Regions from separate parts of the Muntiacus reevesi genome. Here region 2 is linked to region 1. Evidence: chromatin contacts called from public Hi-C data. All regions are on one chromosome and are shown on one strand. The core of a region is the stretch at or near the end of the contact, and the rest is flanking DNA. Distances in the headings are between cores, read along the strand shown.

Region 1 (5,154 bases), core at 901-3,400:
GTTCAAACTTCTTACTTGACATCCACAACTCTTCATGATTGGGTCCAAATTATCCCTCCAACCATACTTCACCACTCTCTGTCATGTATCTGACCATGTCTTCAAGTCAGCAGAGACTGTCTCCTTTGCCTGGAATACTACCATCCATCCTTTCCTCCCTATCCATTACTCCCCAACTGAGTAACTTCTGCTCTTACCTGCCATTTCTTCTGTGCGCCCACTGATCTAACACTTGTCATCTTGTATTAATTTTAAGTACATTTGAATATTCTATTAAAGGGTTCTCCTTAAGGTGGAATTCTGCCTCACTCTATGGGGCCTGGCAGACTCTTCACAGGTGGCACATAACTGTCTGCTGAACCAAAGAGCTTACATAGCCAAAAGAATAAAATCTTTTCAAAGTTTTCACTACTTTTGGGAGGCTGTTATTTCAGCAGTGCAGTCACCGCTCTACATATTTCTAGAACTCTCTTCTGCCATTTGGAATTGCCTTCTGAGCTTGTTTACTCTCCGGAAAAGGAAATCAATCCCCTTACTTTATACTCATGAAACATTTTCACCCCAAAATAGGAGAGCCAAGTGTGCGAGCTGCCATCCTCTACCCACCACACTTCATCACATGGATTTGTTCTAAATAATTTCTTGCCCTTTCAAACAAAGAAACAAAAAATGCCTTCAAAGGATAAAAACTTGTCATCACTAACATCTTGCCAGAGGCTCTTAGAGACAAATTCAAAGGGAAATGCAGAAGTCTTGCCAATGGTCATACTTAAGACACTCAGTCTGTCCGACTCTTTGCGACCCCTTGGACTATAGTCCGCCAGGCTCCTCTGTCCATAGGGATTCTCCAGGCAAGAACACTGGAGTGGCTTGCCATGCCCTCCTCCAGGGGATCTTCCCAACCCAGGCCTCCCACACTGCAGGCGGATTCTTTACCTTCTGAGCCACTGGGGAAGCCCTTGCCAATAGTAGCGCCACTGGAATAACAGTGCCATAATAATCTCAAAAGGCTTCCATGTGATTGTGAAGACTTAAGTGTGTATGTTTAGGTACAGGTTTTATTTTTCACAAAACAATGCATTTCACCTTGCTGCATATTTGTTATATGAAATTTTTAAAGTGTGTCTTGGTTTCTCCAAAGTAAAAAGGAGTCTAAGCTTCCCCATGCTCCCTTGAATGCCAAGATCATTGAAAACCAAGTTTAATGACTACTGAATCTATTTTCAAAGACGCGAGATTCTGCTTCGAGAACTTCATTAGCATATTCTTGAGGCAGAACCACACTACCCAGAAAAGCAGCAACGCCCTTTTCCAAGAAAAGGGTCCCATCATTTAACAGACGGATGCCATAAATATGACAAAAGGGAAAGGTCACTATTTTGCTTAATTCAACATGTCCTGAGCATCTTCTGGGTGCTCTGCCCCACTCCAGGCGACCCAAGAAAAAGAGAAAAGGACACAGCCCTAGCACTCCAGCTTTCAAAATCATTTTCAGACAACGTCTTTCCAAAGCACTGAATCCATTTGTAACCATCTCTCTCTGGTGAAGTAGCGTACACGCAAGACTCTATTCACACTTCAGATTTAATTGCGGGCGGTCGGGGGGAGGCAGATAAATCTCTTTATCCTCACATCATCCCTGTGGCAAAGGAGAAAGCTTGATCCTTCCCATCGCCGGGCTGGAAAACTGAGGAAGCAGCAGGAAAGCGATGGTCCTCACCTTTCCCTGCCCCTCCCGACCAGCACCAGAGGCGGAAGCCAGGATTTCTGACATCCCTGTCCAAGCCCGCTAGTTCAGTGAGAAGGAAGAATCAAACTCCAGCTCCTTCCCGCAGAAACGCACACTGACCAGACACCGCCCGGCCCCATCTCCTGGGAACTGCAGGTGGAAGCGCGGTAATGGTAGATACAGAAGGCGGAGGAGACAGGAGGGGCGCGCTCGCGTGCCCCCTCCACCGTCTCCCTCTGTCCCGACAAGTCGCTGCCAAGGCAACCCGAGGCCGCAGGACCGGGGACCCCCTACTCCCCGCATACGACGGGTACCTTCGAGTACTCCTGAGCCAGCTTCTGGTACTTCCCCTGCAACTCTGCCGAGGCCATGGCCTCCCCCGCCCTGTCCAGGCCAGACTGCCCAGGCCACTCAGCCCCACCCCCCGCCCCCAACCCCAGACACGCTGCCGGGTATGGCTCCACCAGCTCCTGCCCGCTCTGCCACCGCCGCCGCGCCTCCTCCTCCACTTCCGGGTTCGCCGGGTGAGAGGAAGGAGGAGTGGGGCCAGGGGTGGAGCGACCACCGGGGGCGGGGCGACGTCTGACGTCACCGCCCCGCCCTCCCGCGCCCGAGCACGTACACGCGCAGAATCGCTGGCGCTCCTGGGCTCTGCCTTTAGGACCAGGGAGCGCCATCTTGACTCATGGTCCAAGATGGCGACCCAGAACAGGGAAGGAGAGCATTAAAAGGGGAAGAAAATGATAAGAGCCCACAGAATGGGCGGGGGACGGCGGAGAGGGGCGGTGGTGCGAAGAATCGAGGACCGGAAGAAGAAACATTCTAAGCGCATCAAGAATTCTGGTCGAACACACCGTCCTCCCCTACTGGTTCCCATGGCAACGCCTGTCGTTTGATGGTTCCATCTTTCAGAAGGTGCTCAGAGAGAAAGACCTCTGTATTCCGCTACCTGCTATCCGGATATGGTAGCCCCGGATATGGCCTGCATTGTAAACTCTCCCCAGATTTATAAAGCGCGCTTCTGTCACCCTGTTCTGCTCCAGACAAACCTTCTTTGTCTTATATTTTGACGTTGGGATGTCTTTGTGTCCATTCTCTACCCATTCCACCCGCCCAGCCCTGCCCCCATACTGGCACTGCATCAGAGCGTTTTCTCAGAGAATTGGGTAAAAAGGTTTTAGGAAATTTCAGGGAATGATCCCTGCCACGCATGCAGATAGGGTGGACGTTAACAACGTAACTGGACAATTGAAGCAAATAATAGCCTGCCTGAAATACTTTATGCCGCTTTGCTCATTAAATATGTTTTGAGGACGTTTCACATGTTAGATATTCTAAGCATTGCATTTATTGCAACATTGAAATGTTCATAGAGGAATAAAAAATAAATTTAGGATACTTGTTTGCCATAAATTACAGCACCGCAGTTTAATAAAACTAATAACCTAGATCTGTATATATCTGCATGAATCTGTGTCTATCAACATAACAAAACACTGAAATGTAAAAAGCAAATTGCAGTATACTAGAACATGAAAAGATACATTTGAGGAATATAAAGCAACATTTGTGCTGCTCATGGACACATGAACGTGTACTAAAAATAGAGAAACAAGAACTGGAAGGATACACGTCTAATTCTGGCTTGTGATTGCCTCTAGTGAGAAAACGAAGAAAGGGAAATGAGAAAGAACAAAGAAGCATAAATTTTATTTTTATTTAATTTTTTCAAGTGACTGTGACTGGAAGTTAACATTTATTATCCAGGTAGTAGGGAAAGGGGTGTTAGTTATATTGTTATTTTAGAACGTTTGATATTTTTTCCATGATTAAAAAAATACCTCCTAGTTTTCCTGTTTGACGTTTGACTATGAGTATGCCTGGAATTTTAAAGTGAAAGCATGAGCTGGTATATGCACTTTTCAGCCACTGTAATGTAAGAAAAGGACTACAAACTTTTTAAAATGTTGTTTATACTTTTCAGTTGACTAACAGCCAAGCCCTACTATCCAGCAAACTTGCAGAATTTTAAAAATTATTATTATTAGTTTTCCATGGCACCACCAAGCGGCAGAATTAAATATTGTTAAGTGTATTTCTGTAGTTTTTAATGTAATGGAATTTTCAATTATTTAAAAATAAAATGCCATTGCAGAACTAACAATCCAAAGAAAGAATGTGCTACTGTGGTTAGAGAGCCTATGTACTGACCTGAGAAATTTATATTTCCACTGCTTAATCTAGTTGTTCTGTCTGTTGCAAAAAATTGTTTCCAAATCCCAACTGCTAAATCGAACACATTTCAGAATCTCTTCCTCAAAAGACACCATTAAGTGAGTGAAAAGGCATTTGCAGTATATATATCCAACAAAGGTGTCCCTTATACATATATATAAAGAGCTCTTACAAATCAATAAGAAAAAAGACCAGCAACCATATAGAAAAATGAGCAAGGGACTTCCAACCGGCACTTTACAAAGGAAAATACACAAACGGGCCATTAAACGTGCAAAGGGGTGTTAAGTTTCATTAGTAACCAGGAGGAAGTGAAATGAAAACCACAGTGAAATGCCATAAACACCCACACAAACGGCTAATATTTAAAAGATTGACAAGAGTGAATGAGAATATAAAACAAGAAACTATCATAACATGTTGATAAAGAGAGACTTCCCTAGTGGTGCCATGGTTAGGAATCCACCTGCCAATGCAGGGAACATGGGTTAGCTCCCTGGTCTGGGAAGATCCCACATGCCATGAAGCAACTAATCCCGTGCGGCAACTACTGAAGCCCATGCTCTGGGGCCTGTCAGCTGCAGCTACTGAACCCATGAGCTGCAACTACTGAAGCCTGTGTGCCTTGAGCCTGTGCTGTACAAGATGAGAAGCCACCGCCACGACAAGACTGCCCACCACAACTAGAGAAAGCCCATGTGCAGCAAGGAAGACCCAGCACAGCCAAAAATAAAATTTTAAATGTTGGTAGGAATATAACCAGCAAGAGTCACTTAGGAAAGAGTTTGCTATTATCCACTCACCTGAAAAGATACATATTTCAGGATCCAACAATTCTTCTCTTATATATAGACTCAAAAAATGTGTGCATGTATTCACCAAGAAGATTCATAGCAGTATTATTCATAATAGCCAAAAAAGCTTATCAATGAATAGATAGTTACTAGAAATAACTGTATATTCCTATCAGGAAATATTAAACAGCAATGAAAAAAGCTGAAATACAACTGCAATTAACTACTGGATGAATCTCAAAAAATAATACAGAACAAAAGAAACCAGATTCCCCCCAAAATATACTATAAAGCTTCATTTATATATCATTCAAAAAATGGCAGAACTCAACTATAAGATTTAGGATACATGCCTAAGTATTAAAACTAGAAAGAAAGTTAAGAAAGTGATAGCCA
Region 2 (5,154 bases), core at 1,511-4,010, 590 kb after region 1:
CCATCCATTTAGAATGGATGCAGGAAGAATCAAATTCAAGTTTAGGTGAAAGAAACGCTTTGTACATCTCTTACCATGCATCTGTTACAGAGGATACACAAGTAGGGAAGGAAAAAAATTATTTTGGAAAAATATTTAATTTTCACTGGAGTATAACTGTTGTACAATGTTGTGTTAGTGCGCTGTAGAGTAAGTGAATCAGCTATACTTATACATATAACCCCTCTTTTTTAGATTTCCTTTCCATTAGGTCACCACAGAACACTTGAGTTCCCTGAGTTATATAGTAGGTTCTCATTAGTTATCTATTTTACGTATAGTATCAATAGTGTACACATCAATCCCAATCTCCCAATGCATCCCACCCCCCAGGGAAAATATTTTTCCGTCCACCCATCTGAGTTCTTGGCTGAGATACAAAGGGAAACTGAGCAACACTCCTGGAGACGGCCCACGTTACCACCTTAAACCACTGTCTTCAGCTATAGACAAAGCAAAGATAGGGGGGCGGAGAGGGAGACAAGGGAGGTTACCAAGAGAAGAACAAAAAACAAGGATATGTTTGTTATTGAGATTTCAGTCCAGTGCCTATAGAATCTCCCTTCTCTTCTTAGCACAGAGAGGCAGGCATCCTTACAAATGGAGATTTCCCTTTTAAATGTAAATTTCCCTTACAGAAGAATAACTTCTACTGTTCTCAGAGGTTCTCCCCTGTCTTCCCCTTCTCAGAAATACTCAGCTCAAAATAACCTCTATGCCAGAGGCACATTCTGGGGCAGCAAATCCTGCCACTCTTCAGGCAACTACATAAACTTCCAGAGAGGGTCGCTTGGAGAATTACAGCTGCACTTTGAAAAATCTGTGGGACGCCTAAAACGCAGGACATTCTAAATCAACTACTCAGCTCTCTGATCTTGAATGTGTTCTCTTTTTTTGTACCACTATTTCACCCGTTCAGACGGCTGCCATTACACTTTATGCCTAATACAATACATGGGATACAATAAATGAGAGCTTTTCAAAATGTCGCCCGCTACTTCAACAAAGGCCTGCCAAACCCTGAAACACCACCAAACTGCCTAGGAGAGGAAGACACCGCCGGGCAGGCTTAGCCTTTATCACGCTCACACCTCTCTCCCAGAGCCAGATCAAGGCCTTTGGGGGCTCTCAATTCAGGAAAAAATTACAGTCCCCCATCCTCCCCTGAAATCCCCAACAAAAGATGCACTATTTCGGGGAGTGCTTTCGGTCTATCGGTTAGGATTCCGCGTTGTTACTGCCATGGCCCAAGTTCAATCCCTGGTCCCCGAACTTAGATCCCGAGAGTTTCACTGGTGAGGCAAAAAAAAAAAAAAAAAAAAAAAAAATGCACTATTTCTTAAACTAACATTATTTTCAACTCGCACAATACTTCCAGGTGTCAAAATTAACATTAAATTAAGCTTTCCATCTGTTCTGATGCATATGCAATCTATCTACACGTTGACACAGCTTGGTCCCCGCACTTTCTGCTCCCCGCCCCTGATAACTCGGACCAATCAGGCCCCTTGGTTTACCAGCTGACACACCCCCGCGCTCTAAACTTGCTGTCCACCCCCCGTGTCAGTCGCTCAGTAGAGTCGTGACTTTTTGCAACTCCAAGGACTGTAGCCCACCAGGTTCCTCTCTCCATGGAATTCTCCAGGCAAGAATAATGGAGTGGGTATCCATTCGCTTCTCTAGGGGATCTTCCCGATTCAGGGATCGAACCGGGGTCTCCCGCATTCCCGGCAGATTCTTCACCTTCTTAGCCACCAGGGAGGCCCCAAGATTACCGCAGAAGGTAACACTCACCCACCCCAACAGCCCACACACACACCCTGCCAGAGGCTTCGCGTCCGAGGCTCTAATCCAAACATCGAGGGTGTTCCTCGAGCAACTAGCGGGCTCGAAACGGGCCATCCCGGCTCTGATGGGGGAACATCCTCCGGATATCCCACTCGAAGCACGCCGCGCCCCCACAACCTGCTGGTTCCCGGCGTCCATCCCTGCCGCAGGCATTCGTCCTTCCTGCCACCCCTCCCCCGCCCGGGGCAGGCGCCACCCCTCCCTCGCCCAGAGGGCGCACCGCGCGCCGCGCAGGCCAGCTTTTTCTTCCCGCCCCACCCCCAGTACTCCCTTCTCCCCTTTCTCCTTCCTACTCCAAGCACCTTCCACTCCTCCTCCCGCACCTGGCGGACTTCTCCTCCTCCACCTCCGAACTAAGCGCGTCCTCCCCTCCCCTCCCACCCCCTCTCCTGGAATGGCCGATTTCCTGGCACCCTGTTTACAAGCTACACCCCCAAAGCTCCCTGCACTCTTCCAAGCAGACCCACCTCCTCCGAGCCCAGGGCCTGGACGCGCAACCCTAGCCCCGCGAGGCCACCTCCCTGCACCCCCCCCCCCCACGCCGCTACCTGGCGGGGACCGCAGGGGAGGCCGACTTCCGCAGCCCTCCGTTGAGGTTCCTGGCCTCGGCCCGCGACGTGGTACCCGCTAGGGGCTCAGGCCCGGCCTCGCTCCAGGCCGCATCCCCGCCTGGGGAAGGGGAGGCCCGGGTGGCAGCGGCGGCGGCACTGCTTCCACTTGAGGCTCTGACGGGGGCTTTGTTGGCATTATTCACGGCTGGAGACTTAGGGAAGAAGCTATACAGCGTGCTCTGTCGCGACATAGCCACAGAGACCGAGGCTCAACCGCTCCGTCGGACCGAGCCACTACAGGCAAGGCATCTACCGCGCGGGGCCTGCTGGCGGGAAATCTGGGGGGGAGGTGCGCTCCACGGGAGGAACTCTGGCCCCAGCGGCCAATCGGCAGGCGCCTGGGCGTGCGCGGGCGGCGTCACTGGCGGCGCGCGTCCGGCCCCGCCCCCTCGGGCGCCAAGAGACGTGAGGAGGGGCGGGGTCACCCGCCGCTGCGCGGGGCAGTAGCCCGTGGTGCTGGCATCCGCTCGCGCCTAGGCGGGTGAGGCTCGAGGCTGGATAGGACTGGAAACCCCAACCTACAGAAAACCTGCGCGGCTGCGGGCCTCCCCACTTCGGAAAGGCGTTCGTATTGGAAAGGGAATCTAGAGTCACTGGAGCTGCGATCACGTAGGGGCCGGTGTGTGCCGAGGGCGTGCACCGCCTAGACAGTGCAAGGGGGTAAGCCCAACGGTCACGGAAAGAGACCCCTGTCGAGAAACGCCTGCTGGCGCCTGCGTGAAAATCCTGCGGTTAGATTCCATACCCAAGGAACCGGAAGAAAAAAAAAGATCCAGACTTCCAGACTTAAATCAGCAAATCAAGTCTCATGTTCACTTTCTATTCGCAAAGCATTGCACATAGTAGGTACTTGATATTCTACAATTGAATGCTAAGTGGCAAGCCCTGTAAGAGTTTATGATGTCTTACCACCTACATGGCTTTCCTCTGCCGGGCAGCAATCAAATCCAAACATTTTATATAGATTAACTAATTAAATCCTCTCTGTAACCTGTGAGTTAAGTACTTCTGGTCCAGTGTTCCTTATCTGAACTCTTGGGCCAGGTGTGTCTCACAATGCAGGATTTTTCATGTTTTAGAAAAGTCACAAGGTGTGAGTAAATTCCTATTCTCCAAATTAAAGAAATTGGAAGACTGACAGGTCTTTGGCCCTAATCCCAGACTGTGAATAAGTAACTATGGAATCCAGAATCCCAGAAACCAGCCCCAACCAACAGCAGCTGTGCTTTGGTGCAAACACCCGAAGATCAGCTCTTTGCTTTGTTCAGGAGTCTGTTCTGCCCTGCAGTTCTCCTTCCTAGGCATGTAATAAAGTCAGTTTTGTTTCAGAAGTAGTCTTTGGAATAATACTAATCCCTCCATGAGGATGATACAGGACACCCTCAGAGAATCTTGAGGCAATACCCTGAAGTCAGATATAATATTCCTTCAGCAGAAGGACTTCCCTGGTGGTCCAGGGGCTAAGATTGCACTTGTAAGGCAGGGGAGTGGGTTCAGTCCCTGGTTAGGGAACTAGATCCCACCTGCTGCACCTAAGAGTTCACGCGCTGCACCTGAAAGATCCCATATGCCACAACTAAGACCTGGTGCAGCCAAAATAAATTAATATATACATATTCCTTCAGGAGAACATATGCATATTCACACTCAGTGGGATAAATACAGACTATAAATAGCCTCACTTTAGCTCAGGTCAAAATTTGCTACCAAATGAGTTTGCCACAAAATATTTTTCAGAACTTTTTGGATTTTAGAATTGCAAGTTGGGATTGTTGTTCACTCCCTAAGTGGTGTATGACTTTCCAACCCCATGAACTGCTACATGCCACACTTCACTATCTCCAGGCGTTTGCTTAAACTCATGTCCATTGAGTTGGTGATGCAGCACCACCACCTCATCCTCATCCCTTCTCTTCCTCCCTTCAATCTTTCCCAGCATCAGTCTTTTCCAATAAGTCAGCTCTTCACATCAGGTGGCCAAAGTATTGGAGCTTCAGCATCCATCCTTCCAGTGAATATTCAAGCTTGATTTCCTTCAGTATTGACTGGTTTGATCTCCTTGCTGTCCCAAGGGGCTCTCAATTGTCTTCTCCAGGGCCACAGTTCAAAAGCATCAATTCTTCAGTGCTCAGCCTTCTTTATGGTCCAACTCTCACATCTGTGTATGACTACTGTAGAAAAATATAGTTTTTGTCAGCAAAGGGATGTCTCTGCTTTTTAATATGCTGTCTAGCTTGGTCATAGCTTTTCTTCCAAGGAGTAAGCGTCTTTTAATTTCATGGCTGCAGTCACCATCTGCAGTGATTTTGGAGCCCCCCAAAATAAAGTATCTCACTGTTTCCATTGTTTCCCCATCTATCTGCCATAAAGTGATGGGACTGGGTGCCCTGATCTTAGTTTTTTCAGTATTGAGTTTTAAGCCAGCTTTTTCACTCTCTTTCACTCTCATCAAGTCTTCTTTGCAAAAAAAAAAAAAAGTCTTCTTTGCTTTCTGCCATTAAAGTGGTGTCATCTGCATACCTGAGGTCATTTATATTTCTCCTGTCAATCTTGCTGCCAGCTTGTGAGTCATCCAGCCCAGCATTTTGCATGGTATACTCTGCATTATAAGTTAAATAAGCAGGTTGACAGTATACAGCCTTGACATATACTCCTT

What was found. A called contact is a pair of places that touch in the nucleus more often than the background predicts.
Region 2: a contact with region 1 is called in a Hi-C map of muscle, with 7 times the contacts expected there. The contact joins the promoter of MSH6 here to the promoter of PPP1R21 in region 1. A contact is called at or near these places in 2 of 3 Hi-C or Micro-C datasets (blood and muscle).

Annotation. Positions count from the first base shown.
Region 1 is chr3:72,286,550-72,291,703 of mMunRee1.1, forward strand. It overlaps PPP1R21 (protein phosphatase 1 regulatory subunit 21), which reads right to left and starts at 2,151. Exons shown (of 22, transcript XM_065929303.1): 1 at 2,044-2,151. The coding sequence starts at 2,100.
Region 2 is chr3:72,871,975-72,877,128 of mMunRee1.1, forward strand. MSH6 (mutS homolog 6) reads right to left here and starts at 2,761. Exons shown (of 10, transcript XM_065929313.1): 1 at 2,436-2,761. The coding sequence starts at 2,689.